2 separate regions of the Zea mays genome follow, and region 2 is linked to region 1. A link is a contact called in public Hi-C data. All regions are on one chromosome and are shown on one strand. Each heading gives the region's core, a stretch centred on a gene start, on an enhancer-like site or on the middle of the called end of the contact. The rest is flanking DNA. Distances are from core to core; before and after follow the strand shown. Region 1 holds the start of LOC100283642 (glycosyl transferase, group 1 family protein). Region 2 holds the start of LOC100304244.

What was found. Hi-C and Micro-C count contacts between places; a contact is called where the count stands out from the background.
Region 2: a contact with region 1 is called in a Hi-C map of tassel, with 3 times the contacts expected there. The contact joins the promoter of LOC100304244 here to the promoter of LOC100283642 in region 1. A contact is called at or near these places in 4 of 25 Hi-C or Micro-C datasets (ear, leaf and tassel) and 2 of 3 datasets of contacts at active chromatin or transcription factors (leaf and seedling).

Annotation. Positions count from the first base shown.
Region 1 is chr9:146,719,947-146,724,991 of Zm-B73-REFERENCE-NAM-5.0, reverse strand. LOC100283642 (glycosyl transferase, group 1 family protein) reads left to right here and starts at 3,143. Exons shown (of 11, transcript NM_001156543.1): 1 at 3,143-3,587; 2 at 3,750-3,816; 3 at 4,009-4,079; 4 at 4,403-4,520; 5 at 4,595-4,668. The coding sequence starts at 3,475.
Region 2 is chr9:146,906,508-146,911,552 of Zm-B73-REFERENCE-NAM-5.0, reverse strand. LOC100304244 reads right to left here and starts at 2,009. Exons shown (of 1, transcript NM_001165689.1): 1 at 331-2,009. The coding sequence starts at 1,915. The coding sequence ends at 482. LOC111590112 (a long non-coding RNA gene) reads right to left here and starts at 4,052. Exons shown (of 2, transcript XR_002749197.2): 1 at 3,898-4,052; 2 at 3,482-3,710.

The DNA of each region.
Region 1 (5,045 bases), core at 1,894-4,393:
GTTGTCCAATTGGCGATGGAGTCAGTGATAGGTTCATAAGCCCTCACTAGGATACTTTTATCTGATTCCTCTTTTAGTCATCTAACATTTCTGACCTAAAGCATCAAATATGTAGATGTTTTTGGACGGTGCCACATCCATCCCTTTAGCACTTTACATGACACTAACACAAGAAAATAACAAACCATCACCCACTTTGTTCGAGGGAGGCCATACCCACGGATGTTGCCAATATGTCTTCCAAAGACCTTGATAGAAGAATTTTGGTAAAGGTCTGTCTAATGCTACCCATGTGCCCTTATGGGCCCACACCGCAAAAGGACCTAGCTTAGCTCTATCTAAGGATGGGTCCCCTCATGTTGAGGACCCAATATCGCCCCTAAATCTTTGAGGCTCTCCTAGCCTACTACGCCCCTAGGGCCCTTGGGAAATCTTAGACTCCTAGGATTCTTTCAATCTCCCACCCTTTAGGGCCCACTAGACCTTCGATGCCTTCGGCTTCAGAGCCCTCCTGGCTAGTGGCTGAGCCTTGGGTCCCTCCTTGGGCCTAGGACTCTTCATGTGAAAAATAAAGCTCCTCGCTCAACTAAGTATGGGAGCTCATGCAGGCTAAGGAATATGGATGACCTTGTCCCTGAGATAGCGCAACCCCAAAAAGTACAACCCTAGTGCCACGTTTGTCTCTACTCAAGAAAATCGTGTGATACTAGTGAACTAAATAAGGCTCCTATCCATCGCATTAAATGTGATGGGCTACATTTTGCGATCAAGAAGGTGCATTGTTACCATAACACAAGCAACATGCGTATCAAATAACACTTGCAGTACATGCCACCATCCCTATAATGATGCATAAATGTGCAAGCATGCTAGCAAGCTTATAAGGTACAAATAGCTACACCACTACCAACTTTGTCATACCCGATGGTGTGGGCTCCAATACTTATAGCTCTGAAATGACTTATCTACCATTGCAACAAGACATGTTCAACACTGCCGCACGTCCAAGACGAGTCACAATGTATGACTCCATGTCTATAGTAAGATAGGGGTAGTTGAACCTCTGCTGGACAAGGCCCACTGCCTAGCAGGCATGTATCACTTTCCATTATATTGAGCTACAAATGAGAGGGGTAGAACAACATAGAACATGCTTCACACTTCTAGGCTTCATCATGGCCTCAAGTTTACAAGATACATAGAGGTGAACTAGATACCAGCTATACTAGAACTCTCACCAGAACCAAAAGAGACGAGAGAGGTAGTCGGTCATAAGCTCAACATATACATGAGCTTGTAATCTTGTTCACCTTAGTGTTAGGTATACTCGAAGAGGATGTAGAGTATTACACATCTTATGGTCTAACACTCTAAAAATCACATGCGTGCTAGTAGCTAGACAATACCTAGGATTAGCGTGCCTTCAACCTATGCCCCTCACTCTATCCATAAACTTTTTCTCTCGGCTATCTACGATATCCTGGTTTCGTTCTATGACGAAAATATGGATGTTAGATGAAACTCGACATATCTTATTCTAAAGCATCTCATGCCATATAGGAGCATCTTTTCTATGTCCATAAATTTTCACTATGGCTATCCACTTTCGAATGAACAGCATTCGTGTGTTGCTAAAAAAGGTTTTAAAGTTTCTTGAATCGTTCTATGATTCAATTGTTGTTTTATCTAGTGTTTATTAACCCACAAGTTCGATACTACATCACATTATTAAGATTGCTAGCTATTTGCATACATATGAACATGATAATAATCTTAGAGATGTTGTAGTCCAATAAAACTTAATTTTCTCAAGTACTGGAAGGATATATAACTTATATTCATTTACATTGTCTTGAACCCTAGGGCTAAGATGAGAGGTTTGCATATTGTGCTTAAAAATATAATGCCTGTTTTGTGAGGTTAAAACTGGATTGTATTAGTTATATTACAAGTATGAAACCAAATTTGGTTTAGTTAGGCAAGCTAGGATCACACATCCATCATGACTGACATGTAAGAGAGAGAGCAAGCATGGGCAAATATTTTGGAGGATCAAGTGTTGTTGGTCCTTCACTTGGCACTTTATCATTTAGATCTATGACTCCTAGTTTTCCTGAGTTCACATTTTAGCTTGATAATGACAAGGTTGTTGCCTTTGAGGATAAGTTTGATATGCTCAACTAGTGGCATGGGCACAAACTAACATATTCAATTTTCTCTATGACAGATAAATATATTAGGTTATATCTCTACTTCTTTGAAATCTTGTTTTAGTCTTACAGTTATAACTCTTGAGGAACCATGGCGACAATACTTGGCCTCCGAGATGGTGGAGACATTGACATGTATCAACGACACATAGTTAGACAAAGAGCACATTGTCACGTGAATCCTTCAAAAACCTATGGCTTGATCAAATTTAAGATGCTGGTGGTGGTTGAATCCGAGTGTAAATTTGAATAGTAGTCAGTGAATTTGCACAACACCAAAAAAACAAACTTCCCACGATAAATTAACGGACTAAATTCTTAGATGCTATAGTAAGTCGTAGAAAGTTAGCTGGCTGACGGTGTCTTGTGCCTAAACAGCATGAACGTGCTAACTTTCGAGAGACAACTTCCTAGAGGGCTCTAAGAAGTTAGACTAACTTCCAACCAAATTTTTCCGAGAGTTAACTTCCGACGGGGTCACTTAACTTCAACTTTCGACGGTTTCACTAACTTCCGAGAGTTAGGCTCTAGTAGTGATAAGACTTGAGATTTGAGAGAGACATAGAGATTATCTGATAGTATGATTTATAATAACTCTAAATATTTAAATTACCAAACTTAATAAACTAGTTGTACATAGTTTAATATGACTTGATGACACGGCATGTCGTACGTGGTCTAGCGCCGAGGTATGCCGTCTGCAAATCTGTACCCGCGGCGCTACGGCAGGGAAAAGCATATTCCACGGCTGGTCGGCGGCCTTAGCCTTGACAGTTATTTTCTCCCTCGTCGACGGCTGTGTCCGGCTTGATTTCGATCGGCAGCTGGAGAGAATCGATTCGATTCCCCGTCTGCCGCTGTCCTTTGGCTCTGGCTCGCTCATTCGTTCGCTCGTCCTAATTGTCTCCACCACTTTTTTTTTCTGCCCGGCCACTGCCAGTCCACCACAACCACGTCCCGCCGTCGTCGTCGCGCTTCCCCCACGCGCGCCCCGTCGCGTCCCGGTGCTGCTGTTGAGTGCGCCCGCGCCCGCGCGTTGCCGTGAAGCTGCTTCCGCGCGCCGCCGCCGCCGCCTGCCTGCGTGGGTTGCAAGTCAAGCGGCAGGCGGGGGGACGGGCGCCGGAGGGAGCGGACGACCCGGGAGGAAGCAGGAGGAGTGCAGGACAAGGGCAGCCGCGGCACGCGCTTGAGCGGCACAAGCGAAGCAGGCTGCGTTTAGTTCGTGCGGTGGACTGCGGCCGGGGATCGCTCGCTTCGGAGGAGGATGTCGCAGACAGGGGAGGTGCAGGTGCCGCTGTTGCAGACCGAGGAGGCGGATGGCGAGTGGAGCTCCAAGCCACGCCGCATTGCTCTCTTCGTCGAGCCGTCGCCCTTTGCGTTAGTCTCAGCCTTCTCCCCCCAGACATTCAGCTGCTAGTGAGATTAGAGTAGATCGGATCGGCGTGTAGGCACTGGGCCAATAAGATAGTGATTGGTCATGGTCAAACCTGCAATTTTTTTATCTAAGCACTGCTAAGTTAATGGCTTCCGGTTTTGCAGTTACATTTCCGGCTACAAGAATCGGTTTCAGAACTTCATCAAGCATCTACGAGAGATGGGCGATGAGGTATCAACTCGTTCTTCTTTGTCTAAGAAAGAGTGCTATACTATATGTATGAGTGTTTCTTCAAGACCATATTATTATTCCAGAATTCGCGTTTAGTGCAGTATATGTATGAGATTTTGTTCATGACCATATTTCCACCCACAATTCACTTCATCTGCACTTTATGGTCGTCATCTGCGCTTCTTGGTTTAGGTATTGGTGGTGACTACACACAAGGGAGCTCCTGAGGAGTTCCATGGTGCAAAGGTCATTGGCTCTTGGAGGTAATCTGCAACCCAACATAGACTACCTTCACCCTCTCTAGCAATACCAATAGTGCATAATAATAACAACCTTACTGAAAGCACACTTTTTGATTCACTTTGAAATAGATTATTCCTTTGTTGAAGCAAAAGAGAGACAAGGTGTAAATGATCTTTGTAATCGTTTGGCGTTCTAGTTTAGACTTGCACATCACACACTGAAATTGATTATGCATGGCATCTGTTCCGTTTCATTGTCTAATTTTGGGATCGGTATTAAAATTCAATTTTTTGGAAGATTTTATCGTTTTGCTATTTCTGTTTCCTAAAACCCTCCTTTTCAGCTTTCCATGTCCTCTGTACCAAAATGTTCCACTCTCGCTGGCATTGAGCCCCAGAATATTTTCTGAGGTGAATAAATTCAAGCCAGACATAATCCATGCGACATCACCTGGAATTATGGTAATCAATGCATACCCGAAGTATTATACTACTTCAAATGTTTTTGCCTTGCTCATTACCTTATGTGATTACAGGTTCTCGGTGCTCTGGCTATAGCTAAAATGATATCGGTTCCAATATTGATGTCTTATCACACACATCTTCCAGCGTGAGTCCCTTTTGTTGAAATGATATTCTTTTGACGCAACATGAGTTTGTTTCCATGTATGATCTAACTAGGTACAGATCTTTCAAACATTCAAAGTAGTGATCAGCTTTGGAAGTTCAATTATACCTTGTTTGTCTAGCATCTGATTTTTTTTCATAGAATGAGTTGCCATCATTGTAGGATACAGATCCCTGTGGGGTCAATATTTTTCATTTTTATGTTCTGTGTACTTGCATATAATCATCAACAATGTTTTGGCCACTTTTTGTGCAAAAAATCTAGCCAGTTGACCATTCAGATTATACTAACTAATAGTCTTTTGAATATGTTGGCGAGGGGTCATTCACTTGTTGTACATGTAGATATCACATTAGAGA
Region 2 (5,045 bases), core at 760-3,259, 190 kb before region 1:
TTTTCCCTATTTATCCTTAGAAAAATACTACTAATAAAATGTAACAACAGGGATGATTAAATATACTATTAAAAATAACTTTGAGGATACCATTAAAAATACTACTAATAACAGAGGGAGTTGCCTTGTATGTCCTTTCCATTAAAAGTGGAAAGCATACCATTAAAACTGTCACTGAAATAACTTCTGCACAAATGATACTGTAGAAGCTAAAATATTCGTGCTAAGATATTAAGAAAATAGTTTTACATCAAAGAAGATTGTGTCTTTCTATTCTCAGCATTTACCATGACATGCATATGCAGAAGCAAGACATGTGATACATGATATATCTTGAGAGCCAAGACTACATAAAACACATATTTGTTCAATGTCAAATTATGCATGAAGCCATGAACCAAGAACAATATTGGCATCATGCAATTTCAATTCTCTTGGTAGACCTACTGAATGGTCACTCCATGTGCACAAGAGAATAAAGCTACGAGAGAGAAGTAGAACCAGCAAGGTGGGAGGTCTCCCACACTTGCACACCTTGCATCTCTTCTCTTGTCACAAACAAGCGGTCTCCACCCCCTTCAATCATCTGTATCATCCCACGCTTAGCATCCTTTTCTGTGTCCACATAGCAACTCCTATAAAATCTGTCATCAATTCCTTCATTTTTGGGTCTTTCCTTTACTCCTGATTGCTCTGTCAATTCCCCTGTGTTGTGGCGGTGCTCTTCCAGTCGGGACCAAACCTCCAATCCATCCTTTCGGCTGACAAAAACTTGAGAGCGGTGACAGCACAGAACACTGCCATAGCCTCCTGCGCTCCCTCGTGGTCCTGATGACATATACACCCAGGGGTCATCGCCAAGGCATCTCAGGTCTGCCACTGCTAAATCTCCTGACTTTGAGCAAACCTTGTATATTGCCTGCTGCTTCACATCCACATCTGCATCTGCAAATGGATCCCCAAACCTACTGCTTCTTCCAGCTCCCCCTGGCTCGCTTGTCTCCCACACCACATTCCCAGACCGAATGTCCCATAGCCTCATATAGCCAGAGTAGCCAAATGCCCCGGAACTAACGAATGACGCAAACACCAGACCAAGTGCCTGCAGGTGCACCACTCGACCTGGTGCCGATGACTTAGCCGCACTACCACTTTGCCGGCCAATCTCCTGTGTAGGCTTCAGAGTTACAGGGTCAACAGCCATGATGCAGTTTTCCCGATGAGGGCACTCAAACGTTGCCAAGATCGGTGAATTCTTATCGGCGGCATCAGCTGGAGGACGGGCCGCAATGGCGACGACCTTCGCCTTGCTGGTGCGAGTGTCAGTGGGATCCGACCACTGAACGGAGGCGACATGTTTGCCATCGAGAAAGTCGTACACGTGAAGCCCAGGAGCGGAGTCAGACCCAAGGACGGCGAGACTGGAGGGCAGCTGCAGGAGGGAGGTGACGCGGTGGAGGTGGGTCCGAATGGTGGCGCGGTGATCCAGCGCTGGGGAGTAATAGGTGACCAGCCCGGCGCCATGGGCGAGGCATAGTGACCCGTCGTGGTGCGGCGCAAGGGCGGTGGAGAAGGGCTCGGAGGAGGGGCAGAGGGTGGAGGCGAGGGAGGCTGAGAAGCCGCGGAGCGGCGGCGGAGATAGCGCAGCGAGGAGCTGGGCGTGCAGGCCGTAGAAGTTGGCCTCGTCGAGGAGGACGCGCGCGGGGAAGTCGGGCGCTGCGGTGGACGGGGAGCGGATGGCAGCGAGGACGGCGGATAGGAGGGCTGGGTCGCGGTCCACGAATGTTGGGGTAGGGGAAGGGGAACCGATAGACATGGGGAGGGAAAGGGAGCTTGCCTCCAGCGAGAAGAGCTTGCCCCCCACGTTGAGCTGCTTCATCATGCCGCTCCGCCCGCCGTGGACGATGGTTCCCATGGCTGCAGAGTGCAGACTCAGGAACCTTGATGTGGACTGCTGGCTGTTGTTCGGCTGTCCAACGAGACGACGACCTCTCTTCAGACTCCAGCCGTGCAGAGTGTGATGATGAATCAGACACGGTGTTGGGACTATTTCAGGACGATCAGGCAGCCCAATCCCCATAGGCCCATGATGGGGTAACAACACAAACAAACAAATTGAGCCATATTCAAATCCTCTTCTCTATTAATTAGACCCGTGCGTTGCAACGGGAGTACGCTGGGATGGGCATCGACACATATCTAATCGGATCTTATATTTCCTTGGGGGTCTAGAGAAAGTTTACTCGAAAACCAAATATGTTAAGACCTGAGCATGTGTTACCCTTATGCCCCATCAGCACACTGTTCCGCGCTTGTATGAGTCTTATTAATTTACATGTCTCGTGCATAGTCTCTCATGTCTCGGTAGCAGTATCAGATTCCTTCAACCGTGGTCAAACCAACTGAAAGATTACAGAACAGTGGGAAAACGAACTCACTATAAGTCGAGACCTTTTTGTTCTACACTTCTCCTTTACATAAGCAACATATATATTTTCTTATCATTTCCAGACAACAACTCCAACAGAAATTTCAAATCCAAGAACAACAACCAGTGTAATGAGATATCTGTAATGAGATATCTACTCTTGTAAAACTGACAATATAAACTGTTAAGGACAAATATTCAAGACCTCCTGCTTTAATTCTCAAGAAATTAATAGATAAGTAGTCCAGATGCGCTGCCATCTCAGGAACAACGCCGTCACCCCACACATCTGCTCGCCCACAAACCTGGTCGTGAATCTGATGTCAAATGGTTTTGCTTCACACTTGATCCGCAAACTGTCTCAACTGAACCATAAAACCCTCCCTTAACCACGGGAAATGATGTGTTTTACCTGCTTGTAACCTTGCCCAACGAACCGGGCTCGCCACGAGACAGCTGATGGAGTAGATGTAGAATTGTCACTGCTACTGACAATAACAGCATCGCCTCCTTCTGAAGGAGTGTCAACTGCGAGGATCTCATCAGAAGCAGCTGCGGAGTTCCCCAGAAGAGGAGCACCTTGAATGTACCTGCGGTACGATCAAGAGATGGTATGATGCATCATGAACCGTGAAGGTATGTGGTCACAAAAAACGAGGACATGCTGGAACCTGCACCTATCTCATCTGTTAAAACATTAAAAAAATAAGAAAACCCTTAAATCCTAGCCTGAAGAAACCCTCAAATTTTTTATATTGTTTTATATCAACCTGGCTAAACTTGAGATTGTTCGACTATATACTATACCAGGGGTTTGAGTTCATTTGGAGTACACAATCACACCAATGCTGCATATGCAAGATAACATGTACTCCCCTATGTTCCAAATTACAAGTTCTTTTAGCTTTTCTAGATACATACTAAAAGCTATATATATCTAAATGTGTAGCAAAAGCTACGTACCTAGAAAAGCCAGAAAGAACTATAGTTTGGAACGGATGGAGTAGCATGTTAAAAAGGATAATAAAGATTTCAAGAACAGACGAATCATTATGAATGTCATGTGAGGATCTGGGATGTAGCAAACATAAAAATTGGGGGCAGTTTAACATAATTCATTCGTTTTCACAGTGCTCTAACGCTACATAGGGAAACCAAAAGTAGAACCTCAGTCAATACATTATGTGTAGAGATAGAAAACTCTGAAACTTCATGCGCCAGAATTGATGACCAGACACATGCTCATCCAACTGGGGCCCAAGGGGCAGGAAAGAATAATGAGCTGTAGCAAACAGGAGGAAGCATAAGCAAGTTAGAACCTGACCCTTTTATAAAAAAAGTTAGAACATGACACGGTCGATGTCAACTGTCATCATCTGATAAAAAAGCCAATTTAGTTGACCTGTAAGCATAAGCAAGTTAGAACCTGACCCTTTTATAAAAAAAGTTAGAACATGACATATGCTCACCTTAAGCTCGCTGTTGCTTTTTCTCAATAGCTTTCTTCCATCGCTTTTGATCAAGCGCCAATGTCATGTCTTGCCAACTGAGATAAATGGTATCATATGTCAATCAACATGTATCGGGCCGATAAAACAGCAGAATGTTAATAAAAGGGTCTTCGTACATACGTACATAACACCAAGAGAGATTTTATAAGCAAATATACAGTTCATTCACAACAGGGAGAAAATATTTCTTATGCTTCTCGGATGCTAAAGATAACACTGCAAACCATTCATTCCTTAAGAATGAAATTATGGTCCATGAAACCTTAGCAAATTCAGATTACAAGATGCTTTATGGTGCAAGATGAAAATAGTATTCAAGTCTCAACACCCAAGACTCAGATCACAAGCCTAAAATTTGGGAGGTATCATAACGAGAATTAGATTAAAATGCAGAAGAGATGATCCAAACACTTATACACATGGGAACTTGCTGCCATAAAGTTCTGTAAAACCTATAGATAGTCTACAAAAACCATGCAAGTTCTTAAAAAAGTTACCAATGGAAAAATGCAAAAATTATGAGAACCTTTTTTAATATAATTTTCACATATAGAAACGACACATAATATGTCAGTCCTATTGGTTAATCTAATAATGTCGGCGTTTCGAGACCGGGGGGTCCCTGGGCCGACGAGTGAAATGTCGCCGCGTGCCCCAGCCCAGATGGGTCGGCGCGAGACGGAGCGCGAAGGGGGGAAGAAAGGGCAGCCGGAGCGAGAGAGGGAGGTGGAAATCCCACGGCCTTCGTGTTCTTGTCCCGCGCCCAGGTCGGGTGCGCTTGCAGTAGGGGGTTACAAGCATCCACGTGGGAGAGGGAGCAAGCGGCCTCACGCGAGCGCCTGTCCCGTCCTCCTCCCCGCGCGGCCAACCCTCTGTAAGAGGGCCCTGGTCCTTCCTTTTATAGGCGTAAGGAGAGGATCCAGGTGTACATTGGGGGTGTAGCAGAGTGCTAACGTGTCTAGCGGAGGAGAGCTAGCGCCCTAAGTACATGCCATCGTGGCAGCCGGAGAGGTTTTGGCACCCGGTTCGTGTGGTGTCGTGGCCGTCGGAGGACCGCTGAAGCTTGGCGGAGGGACAGCTGTCGGAGCTGTCGAGTCCTTGCTGAC